Linked DNA regions of Canis lupus: region 1 is linked to region 2. A link is a contact called in public Hi-C data. All regions are on one chromosome and are shown on one strand. Each heading gives the region's core, a stretch centred on a gene start, on an enhancer-like site or on the middle of the called end of the contact. The rest is flanking DNA. Distances are from core to core; before and after follow the strand shown.

Region 1 (5,655 bases), core at 3,015-5,514, 530 kb before region 2:
CGGCGAGCGCGCTTACCCCTGCACGCAGAGGACCATGTCCCGGCAGCGGCGGCGGCAGCTCCGGAGCTGGGGCTCGGCCGGGACGGCGGCGGCTGGAGGGACCCGGGGGCGCAGCTCTCGCTCGCGGGCAGGCTCCCCGGCGCACCCGCGGCGGGCTGGGACTGGAGGCGGCGGCGCGGGCGGCGGGCCGGGAGGGCGCGGGGGGCGGGCCGGGAGGCGGGGCGGGGCGGCCGCCTAATCTTTTGTCCTCCGTGTCCCGGCCCTTCCCGGAAACGACGTCTTCCTAGAACCGCCGGCCGTGCAGCCGGGCCGGGGAGCGGCGGGGCGGGGGCGCGGCGGCTGCCTAGCGCGGCGCTGGGGGCCGCTAAAGGAAACACCTTTGACAGATTTCCAAGAACTTTCCAGGAAAATGGGGCGGGGTCCCGCTCGCCGACCAATCGCAGCTCGGGGGGCGGAGCCGAGTGGCCGGGGCGGGCCAATTGCAGCCTTGGGATAGGAGGCTGAGGAAAGAGCTGGGTTGAACGTGACCTCGACGCCAGTAGGGAAAGACCCGGTTGGAGAAGGCCGGGGAGGCGTAGGGGTTGTACCTGGCCGAGCCCAGACTTCTTTTGGGCATTCCGCTTCCGCTTCGTTGGGGACCGGCGCCTTTATCTCTCTGTTGACCTGGTGGCAGGGCAAGAGCAGGGTCACGGGCCTGTCCTCCCAGCTAGCGCCGCTCCCATAGCGGCCGGTCTGCCGTGCAAGCGCCCCCTGCGGCCGCATTTGGATCCCCGGACTCTGCGTGGGGTGGTGGGGAAGTGAGTGGCATGGGGTGGGGGTTTTGAGAACATAGGAGGAGGGGAGGAGTGCAGAGGGGGGCCTCAGATCCGAACAGGTCCTCGGGGGTCAAGGATCCACCACAGCGAGAACGTTTTCTCTGAAAGAGTTGGGGGAGAAGGCGCACCCCAACTTTGGGATGGGGGCAGGTGTGGCGACCTCATTACCCACTTGATGGCTGGGGCACTGGGAGACCCCACCATGGGGCACCTATGCAGGGTGCAGTCTCTTCAGTAGAAACTCTCTACCGCCCCCATCACTATGAAGACAAAGGGGTTTCACAGCTGCCAAGCAACAGAACTAAGATTTGAACCTGGGTCTCTATGGGACCAAATCCCAAGCTCTCTGTCCCGGGACTACTTGTTCCCTCTAACTGGACACTTAGTATGTGCCATGTACTATATCAGTGATTTCCAGCCTCATCTAACCACTACATATTGGGTCCTCTTCACAGGTGAGGAGATGGAGGCACAGAGAAGTTAAAATGTACCCTGAATCTCACAGCTGGCAAGTGGTGAGTTGGTGCTTGGAGCCCAGTCCACCCCCCCCCACCCATCCTATCTAGGTGCCCTGACCTAACAACTCTTAGGTATCCTTCAAGGTCCAGCTTTAAGGCCCTCGGTGAAGCTTCCCTGCCAGTCAATGTCAGAGCACCACAGCTGTCCCCTTGGAAGCTCCCTTACAGATGTCAGTGATTAAGCAGTTCTGTGGGTTAAAGGGCCCCAAGGATTTTGCCCTCCAACCACCTTTTGTGAATTTGACAGAGTTAAGCACCTCACGTCTCTGCTTGGTATGTGGTGTGCCCCTGTTTTGCCCCAGGTGTTGTGGGTTCCTGGCCATCTTATCACCATTCCTGCTCTGGTTACTCCCTACCCAACCCTGCTCTGACTGCTGGGCCCACAATGCCACCCAGTGGTAATTCCTCTCAGTTTCACTTGTCAAATTTTCTTGTTCTCTCCAGGATAACCCCTCCTGGCACTCCTTGCACCTTGCTGCAGGGAGTCCCTGCTCCTCCCCACCAGGAGTAGTCACAAGATGGGTCATCACAATAATAATACACAGCAGTGCCTTCCTCAAAGTGTGGCTCATTTGGTCTCTCTAGTCTCCTCATTTCAGCCTTTCCTCTCCCTGAAGAATAGTCCACACAGGTGTGTATGTGTGTATATGTGTCGGGGGTATGTATATTCAGTCCTCTACTCCCCATCCCTACTCCTTGATAAACGCGCGCGCACACACACACTGGACCCCTTTAACAAAGTCTGCCACCATGAACCCACCCCTATCCTGGCCCAGCCATCCCAAATAGTGAATTCTCACACCAGTATGCAAGTGGTTGCTAGAAAATGAGCATCTAGGGGAAACCATGTATTCTGAGTCTCTTGGGTTGAATCAATAGTTCAGAACATCTATGATGGACCTATGTGGGACATGTGTGTGTGCTTGTGTAAGCATTGGCATTGGTGGTGGAGACTGTAAAGGGACAGGGATCACCACCACTGCTTACTTTTCACATTTCCCTATGGTCTGAATTTATTGTAACAAGGAAGTTTTACTTATGCAAGTAAAATTTGAATTAAAAAGAGATCACTTAAAAAATACAATTATAAGATGTTTAGAACAATTATAATCAGATTCGATTTTTAGAAACTAAGATAGCAATCACAGCATACACTGAGATAATTTGGCTGGGAAAGGAGCCAGCCCCCACCCTCAGCGCTCTGCTTGTGAGTAGGACCCTGCTTGTCCAGAAAGATCTTGCTCAGCTTTGGGTTCATCTGGCCCAAACCATCACCTTTAGAGGGAGGATCCATCTCCACTCTCCAAGCTGTAGAAGCTTCCAGATCACGGAGCTTCCTCCAAATCTCTGAGATCTTAGATCAGATTCTGAGATGGGGCTCAGGGACCGAGGTCTGGGTCCAGCTGGGCATAAATGTGAGTGTGTGTGTGTGTGTGTGTGTGTGTGGTGCATATGTATGCCCATGTGTCTGTACACATGTGCAAATCTGTGCTTGTGCATCTGTGAACATGTGTAAGAGCATATTTGTACAAGTGGATGTGGGAGGGGACAGGAAGGCACAGGACAGGAGGGCATCATTTGAGGGTGAGAGCTGGGCCCTGGAATTGTTCTCTGGGGGTTCGGATGGAGACCCTGCCATGAGACTTACTGATCTCAGGCTGGTTGCTTGATCTCTCAGGTCTTGTCTGTCTTGCGTGTCTGTCCTGTAGACTGCATGACGTGGGTATAACCCTGTCGCCTCTGGTCCCAGTGAGATCATGGAGTTCCCAGGTAGAACACCCTCTCAGTGTCTGATCCAAGAAAAGGGTTCAGTAAGTTGAGGCCATCGTCAGGGTTTCTGTTTCACCAAACTCTTCTAGCCTGAAGGTTGTCTCAAGGCGACAGGGCAGAGTGCCGGGCCCTTTCTTCTGGCTCAACCCCTGTACAGAGCAGGTGCCAGTTCTCCAGGAACTGCTGATCTGAAGAGCCTTGGATCTTCAGCCCAGGAGTCCACGTGCATCCACCTGCGTGTGTGCTGGGGTATGGGGAAGTTGGTGGGAGAGCTGTCTGGGCCCAATCCTACCAACAGCAGGAAGGTCTCCGAGGCACGGGAGGGGCCGAGGCCTCAGTGCCTGCAGTCCTGACAGTGGCCTGTAGATGGCAGCAGAGGCTCGCGCAGGGACCCTGACCCAGGCCTCACCCACCCAGTCCTAAGTGAGCCACCAAGTTCCAGTCCCTCAGCCTGAGGGTTGGGGAATGGGCGCGGTGTGCTGGAAGAGTGCAGATTTGTCTCAGCAGAGAGCAACACCCCCTGCGGCTCTATACAAGTTGTTTCCTCTGGGTGTGTGGTGGGGGAGGCGGGGGGGGGGGGGGGGAGGTTGCTCAGTTTCCTCATCCGTGAAATAAGAGTTGTTTAACAGCCTGTGATGGAAAAACTGGCTCAAAATACCTAAGATGGGCTCAGAATAGAAACCTAAAAGTGAACGGCAGCACCATAGCTAATATGGAGTATATAGAGTAGGAGGAGGAGACTTTTCAAACACGACACCAAAAGCTCAAAGTATAAAGTGAAAAGTTAATGGATCTGGCAAAATGAGAATTTAGGATATCTGGTCTAAGTACCCTGTGTATCCCAAGGGGAAAAATAAGCCACAGATATGAGCAGGAGATGCACACAATGTGAAAGACATCCAGAACCCCCAGGGATTGGAAAGAGGAGAATCACAACGAAATGCCATTTCACTCTGCCTGGTGGCAAAAATTAGGACTTTAGGTACGCTGGCGGTGGGCCACCACTAAGGAAGTCGCAAGCCGTACGAGCCTTGCTGGAGGGCGGTCGGCAGGGTGCAGAGAACACGCCCGACTCCAGGGCTTCCTGAAGCTCCAAGAGAAACAAGAGTTTCTGCGCTGTCACTTCCTAGGTCGCTGGCAAACTCCGGGGCTGGCGCAGTCCTCGCGGGCCGCTGGGGGCCCGGAGCCAGGAGGTTTCCGCCCCCTTGGAGAAGCCACGCCTCCTGCTCTGCCCAGGCTCCGGGGCGGGGCCCGCCGAGGGCTCCTGCCCGCCCGGTCCTGCCAGGGCCCGCCTGGCCCTTTAAGGCTGACCGAGCCGGGCCCCAAGTCCGGGACGCTCGTGGGGGGTGGGGGGCGGTCACGTGGGCTGCGGCCGGCGCGACTCGGCTCTAGGCGCTCGCGCCCGGGGCTCCCGGGACCGCGGACCCTGCCCCTCGCCGGCGCCAGCCAGGTACTCTGCTGGCAGGGACGGCCTCGCCAGGTACGCCCTCCTAGGGCCCCCTCTACCTCCCACGCCCTCCGGCGCGCAGCCCCTTCCCCTCCTGCCAGGTGTCCCGCAGGACTCGCTACGCCCCGTCGCGCCACCACCGCCCCCTGCCTCGCGTCCGTACTTCGGACAGTTCCCGCCCGGCTCCCGGCGCAGTCCGCTGCCCGCAGCCCCGCCAGGCTCAGGGGCTCCAGGCTGGGGTGTATTGGAGGAGTCTAGGCCGAACTCATTCTTCTCTTACCCCCTAGGTGACCCCGGACGCGCCAGGCTGGGGTCGCCTCTGAGCGCCCCGCGGGGGCCATGGATGGTGAGACAGCAGAGGAGCCTGTGCCCCCTCAAGGAGCACCCTGCGGACCTGGCTCAGCTGGCGCTCCTGCCCTCGGGGGGCGGCGGGAGCCCAAGAAGTATGCAGTGACCGATGACTACCAGTTGTCCAAGCAAGTGCTGGGCCTGGGTGTGAACGGCAAGGTGCTGGAGTGCTTCCACAGGCGCACTGGGCAGAAATGTGCCCTGAAGGTCAGTGGCCCCTCACTGCTCCGTGGGTACCTGGAGGGCCCAACAGCAGAGGCCTGGGGGTGCACCAAGATATGCCCAGGACCCTACTAAGCTTCTTAGGATCAGTATCTCCTTTCCTTCTCACACTCCCCTGTTAGGTCAGGCTCCTGGTTCTCCTTGCTTTACAGATGGGGGAAACAAAGCTTAGTCCAGTTAAACTCAGGGTGTCCCAGAGAGCAAGGGGTGGAGTCAGTATGGGTAGAGTCTGTTGGTCCCGGAAACAGGGAAGGAGTGGTTCCTGACTCTGGGTTTGTGGCTGGGCCTCTGTGTTCTGACCAAAGGTGGGGGGGAGGGGCTTACTTGGAAGGAAGGTTGTTCCTTCCATATGAAGCTCTTTTTTTTTTTTTTTTCATGAGAAACTCTTTTGACTGGAATGGATCTGAGTTTCCCTCTATCTGAGGCTGAGTCCCCACCAAGCCTTGGGGTGAGGCTGCTTTCTCTTGTGGCCCCTGATGGCATGGGCTAGAGTAGGGGGTGGGAGCCTCCCAGGACTGGCTGGTGGGCAAGGAGG
Region 2 (5,201 bases), core at 1,690-4,189:
CTGGGTACACCAACAGAGTGGAAGGAATGACTGAGGATAGATGGACTGACACTAGCTGAACAGTTGTAATTTTCTTCTTTATTCCACAAAAGCCAGAGGCTCCAGGAGCAGTCGGAGGCTTGTAGGCTGTAGCCCAGAGGGATTGAGTGTTCTCAGGTGGCCTAAATGAAGCTGTACTGATGGGGATCCCTGGGTAGCTCAGCAGTTAAGCATCTGCCTTTGGCCCAGGGCATGATCCTGGAGTCCCAGGATTGAATCCCATGTCGGCTCCCTGTGTGGAGCCTGCTTCTCCCTCTGCCTGTGTCTCTGCCTCTCTCTCTCTCTCTATCCATGTCTCTCATGAATGAATAAATAAAATCTTAAAAAAAAATGAAGCTGTGCTGATGAAAGGGCCTTAGGGCTCTTGAGAACTAGGGCTAGCTCTGAATGTCCCCAGTTCCAATATATTACTAAAGTTCTGTGTCTGCAATTCTCAAAAAGCAGTTGGGAAAGTTCATAGAATCACTTTGATATGTTTGAGATCCTGTCTTATCAGAGAAATTGCTTTAGCCAGTGATCAGCGATGAGCTTGATCTCACATTACAGGTCAGGTGCCCTTTTTTTTTTTTAAGATTTTATTTATTTATTCATGAGAGACACATAGAGAGAGAGGCAGAGGAAGAAGCAGGCCCCATGCAGTCCCAACACAGGACTCAATCCCGGGACTCCAGGATCACGCCCTGGGTCGAAGGCAGGTGCTAAACCACTGAGCCACCCAGGGATCCCCGGTCAGGTGCCCTTAATGTCTCCCTTAAATTAATTAATTAATTAGTTAAAGGGTCTCCTCAGGGGAACTGGACTTGTTCACTCTCTAGGGACCATCCACCTCAGGCATTTCAGAAGTGGCATCCTTATTGCCCCCACAAGCTTAGGTCATGCAAAAGCAATGGGAGTAGAGGTCAGCGGAAGGGAAAGAAGGAATCACACAAGAATCAGAAACCAAAAGCATCTCTAGAAAGTCCTTAGACAAACTAATGATTCTGGCCTTATAACTTCTTTCTCATTTTGTCTTTGAAAATTATGCTTTATTGTCATTTTATTCTCGTTGTTCGGTCCCATAATTTGTATATCAAAACCAGATTTTACTCTTAAAATCATCATCAATCAAACATCATTATTTTGGATGTTACAAAATCGGGCCCTGGTATCCTCATTTCTGTCTCTGCCAAACAGAGGTCTCCATCATAGTTTTCCCTGGCTTCCACCCCACATGCTCATGTCACAGGGCATCTCGGTGTTTCACGACATGCAGAGCATGCATCTGGCCCATCCAAATAATGCTTGGAAACAACGGTCTGAATGTTCAGTGGTGCCAGTAATGGAGGAAAAATAGCAGTGGGTATTAGGAAACGTCACACTTCAGTCCATCACCATCTCCACACAAGGTGCAGTTCCTAGGAGCTATGTTTCATGCATACAGATCTGCCTGGCCTAGCCACATGCTGCCTTCCCTTACTGCAGCTGCTCAGTTAATCTTTGGCAAATGGAATAAGTCCCAGTGGAGGTAGCTGTTTTGCCTGGTAGATGGCAAGGACCAAGTACAAAGCAATGGCAGCCAGATCTGTCTCACATGAAGATTATGCAGGCAAACTTGAAACCAACAACGAGCCTCAAGGTCGATGCTATGTGCCTTCCTCCTGCTGAGTCTTCCCCAGAAAGCTAGGCCACTCCCTCACCTCCTTTGAACACATAGGCCATCTATTACTTTGGCTCTGTCAGCTTGGTTTCTCTGGACCATCTGCCTCTCTCGCTTCACAAAGCGAGATTATCTACTAATCTGCTCAGAGTCAGGAAAACATCCAGCCCTCCCTTCTTGGGGGAATTTCTATTTCTCTTCATTTGACCCATGAATAAATACTGGTAAGGATAGTACATTTGCAAGTTGATATGAAAAGACCAGTTCTTTATCATTATCTTCTTTGTTAGTTCTGCTTATCAGGCAAGGGACTTAGAAATGTCTCTTGTCCTTTGACTGTTGGTGTGTTCCACCAGAGAGGCCAGCCTGCTCCTCCTGACCTTGACTTCTCTTCTGGTATTTTCATTCTGATCCATCCAGACATGTGGCCCAGCCTTAGCTGAGTTCTCCCATAGTAAGAGGGGAAGTGAAAAGGGGGCAGAGGTTCTATTCCAAAAAAATTTAAGGTCCTCCAAGGCCTGGCCAGTGATCATCCCCGTACCGGTAAGTATATGGCTGGCCCTATGGACCTTTCTGTCTCTCTTCCTCTGAAAATATGCCAAGAGGAGGGGTTGCCATGCCTGATGCCACTTTGTCAAAGTGAATCTAGTGAGGCAGCTAGGCAGGCAGACCCATGTCACCAGAGGTCTGAACGAGTTTTCCACTCACTCATGCGTGACCAGCTGTGAGGTAGGCAGAGCATCAGGATTGAGGGCGCCTTGTCATGTCATCAGCCCACCAGGAGAGAAACTGAGACCTAACTCAAACCAAATATGATGTAACACAAGGTTTTAAGAAATGTGTAGTTAGGATGATGTCCTAACAGTTTGTTCTGCTGATGTAATTGCAAAGGAATTTATTGCCAGTGCAATGAGTAATTGTTGAATACCTACTGAACACTGGGCGATATTTAGACTGTTTTCCCAGCTAATAAAAGTAGTCCTTCCAAAGCAGGCCCTGGTTGTCACTGTACCCACACAGAGTGCCCTTCCCCACTTCTCTCTTAGAGCTGACCCAGTTGGGCCTTTCAGTACTCCCTTCAGGCGTGACTTTTTCTAAAATCCGCCCCCCCCCACCTCAATCCCTTCCTGGGTAAGATACCCTCCCTCCTCCAAGCTTCCCACAGCCTGTGCCCTGCCTCCAGGTTGCCACATCACAGTGCAAGTCTACCTTTGTCTGTCCCCCTCCTTCTGATCATCGCTTCCCCTAGGGCAGGGACTGACTGCTATGCCTATCACAGGAGCTCCTAGGACATGCTTGTGATGTGAGTAGCTGATGACAGCCATGTGGAGGCAGGAGACTGGAGGCAAGGCATAGAGCATGTTCTCTTGTTTGTGGCAGAACAAAGAATACGTGTGCCGAGGCCATGACTACGAGAGGCTGGAGGCCTTCCAGCAGAGGATGCTCAGCGAGTTCCCACAGGCTGTTGCCATGCAGCACCCCAACCACCCTGACGATGCCATCCTGCAGTGTGATGCCCAGTGTATCTTTTGATGCTTGGTGGGGGATGGCATTTTGGGATCCTGGGAGGTGAGGCCCACCCAGTCAGCTGTGTCTCTGCTGTGTTGTTGGCCTTACAGACTAGATTACCCATACGTCCTGAATAGAGTGTGTCCTCATCACTGAACCCACATGTAGGAGGGCCCTCATGCCTCACAGAGGCAGCCATGGCATGCCCTTAGCCATGGAGTGCCTAAGTAGAGCTTCAGGGGGACCTTTATCCCTGAGGTTCACTGCTACCATTACCTTAGTCCCTACCTTGCCCTGTGAAGGACCTGTCTAGGCATCTAGGAACAGTCACATAACAGGATGATTTAGGGTCCACCAAGGCTCTTACCACAGGGATAACCACCACTTCTGTGCCCTGCTTCTATGTGCATCTGTTATTATGCCTTGTCTTTGTGAGGAGGACTGAGGTACAGCATTGGGAGTGGATGTGGAGGGAGTCGGGAAGGCGATGGGGAGTGCCTGTGGTTTTAGTGGCACTTGGAAGTCTGGTTGCAAACACTAGCCTTTCCCTCCTCCCCTTCACATAGCTTCCTTGGAGACCTCATGACAGTCATGATGACTGTACAGGCTTGTTCCAGAGATGGGAGAGCAGGTGGACTCCCATGATATCTCTCCACAAAGACCCCAAAAAGTACTGTTTTTTTTTTATTTTTATTTATTTATGATAGTCACACACAGAGAGAGAGAGAGGCAGAGACACAGGCAGAGGGAGAAGCAGGCTCCATGCACCGGGAGCCCGACGTGGGATTCAATCCCGGGTCTCCGGATCGCGCCCTGGGCCAAAGGCAGGCGCCAAACCTCTGCGCCACCCAGGGATCCCCCAAAAAGTACTGTTATTAAAAGATTCTTCTTCAGGAAATACAGTTTACCTACAGTGGGCAGGCCCTGGCCCTTGCAACTTTCTTGCTCCTGCAGGGTGGGCACCTGCATTCTCCTGACCCCTTTCCATTTTTTCTTGGCTATTGACATCTCATGTTGGCTGGTGCTCAGGAGACGCAGTGCTAGAGCAGGAAGAGGAAACAGATAGGGAGGTTTGGTCTAACTGCACTTGGGTTTCATCTGGCCCTTGAGATGCATCTGCTGCCACCAGTAGGGGACAGGGGCTGTGGTATTCTCTTCTCCTTTAGGGGATAACGGGGGTGAGTACTCAGATCCATTTTTCTGGCAAGCCTGGGTTTCCCCTTTACTTCCTGCCCAGACTTGCAGATCTACGCAGTGACACCCATTCCAGATTATGTGGATGTCCTGCAGATGGATAGGGTCCCAGATCGCGTCAAGAGCTTCTACCGTGTCAACAATGTGAGGAAGTTCCGGTACGACAGGCCTTTTCACAAAGGCCCCAAGGACAAGGAAAATGAATTCAAGGTGAACAACTCTAGGAAAGCCGGGCAAGCCCCACTTTCTTGGAATCTCATCAGTGTCTCATCCTTCAGGCAGGCAGGCAGGCACGGCAAAAATTGCTTAATGGCCTGTACCCGCCTGTGCCCTCCTTACAGAGCCTGTGGATCGAGCGCACCACATTGACCCTCACCCACAGCTTGCCCGGCATCTCTCGGTGGTTCGAAGTGGAGAGGAGGGAATTGGTGAGATATGTTTCAGATGTGCTGACCCTCAGCCCTGGCTTTGGGGACCTTCCTTTAAGGACTGAAGACAGAAAGCGAGCTTCAGCCACCTGCCTGGCTTGGGCTGCCACAAGCCAATCCTATGCCAGCAGCTCTGTACACCTTCTCTCTTTGAATCCTCATAACATCCCTAGGCAGCAAGTATTTTTAATCTCCCAGTTTACATATGTGGAAACTATTCTCCGAGGTTCAGGAAGCCAGAGCTCTCAGACTTCAGAACTGGTGCTCTTCACTATTTACTGTACTTCTAAGTACCTACAGATCAGAAGAAAAAATTCAAAAGAGGTCAAGGAATCTTAAATCCACAGGAACAAGGGTGGGAATCAGCACCACTGGTCTTAGATCACCACTGCTCT

The links. A called contact is a pair of places that touch in the nucleus more often than the background predicts.
Region 1: a Hi-C map of skin fibroblasts shows a contact between it and region 2, with 2.4 times the contacts expected there. The contact joins the promoter of MAPKAPK3 here to the enhancer-like site in region 2.

The regions. Positions count from the first base shown.
Region 1 is chr20:39,162,402-39,168,056 of UU_Cfam_GSD_1.0, reverse strand. MAPKAPK3 (MAP kinase-activated protein kinase 3) reads left to right here and starts at 4,264. Exons shown (of 11, transcript XM_038566336.1): 1 at 4,264-4,583; 2 at 4,838-5,105. The coding sequence starts at 4,890. LOC102152043 (a long non-coding RNA gene) reads left to right here and starts at 480. Exons shown (of 4, transcript XR_005374445.1): 1 at 480-797; 2 at 1,271-1,330; 3 at 1,418-1,606; 4 at 1,778-3,642. It overlaps CISH (cytokine-inducible SH2-containing protein), which reads right to left and starts at 150. Exons shown (of 3, transcript XM_038566340.1): 1 at 17-150. The coding sequence starts at 36.
Region 2 is chr20:38,626,534-38,631,734 of UU_Cfam_GSD_1.0, reverse strand. DOCK3 (dedicator of cytokinesis protein 3) reads left to right here. Exons shown (of 53, transcript XM_038566321.1): 40 at 3,056-3,197; 41 at 4,422-4,588; 42 at 4,720-4,806. Among named protein-coding and RNA genes, the nearest start is that of MANF, 23 kb to the right of the region's middle. Within about 2 kb of position 2,939, at least 2 of the 20 cell types and tissues checked have an H3K27ac peak or open chromatin away from gene starts, as enhancers often do.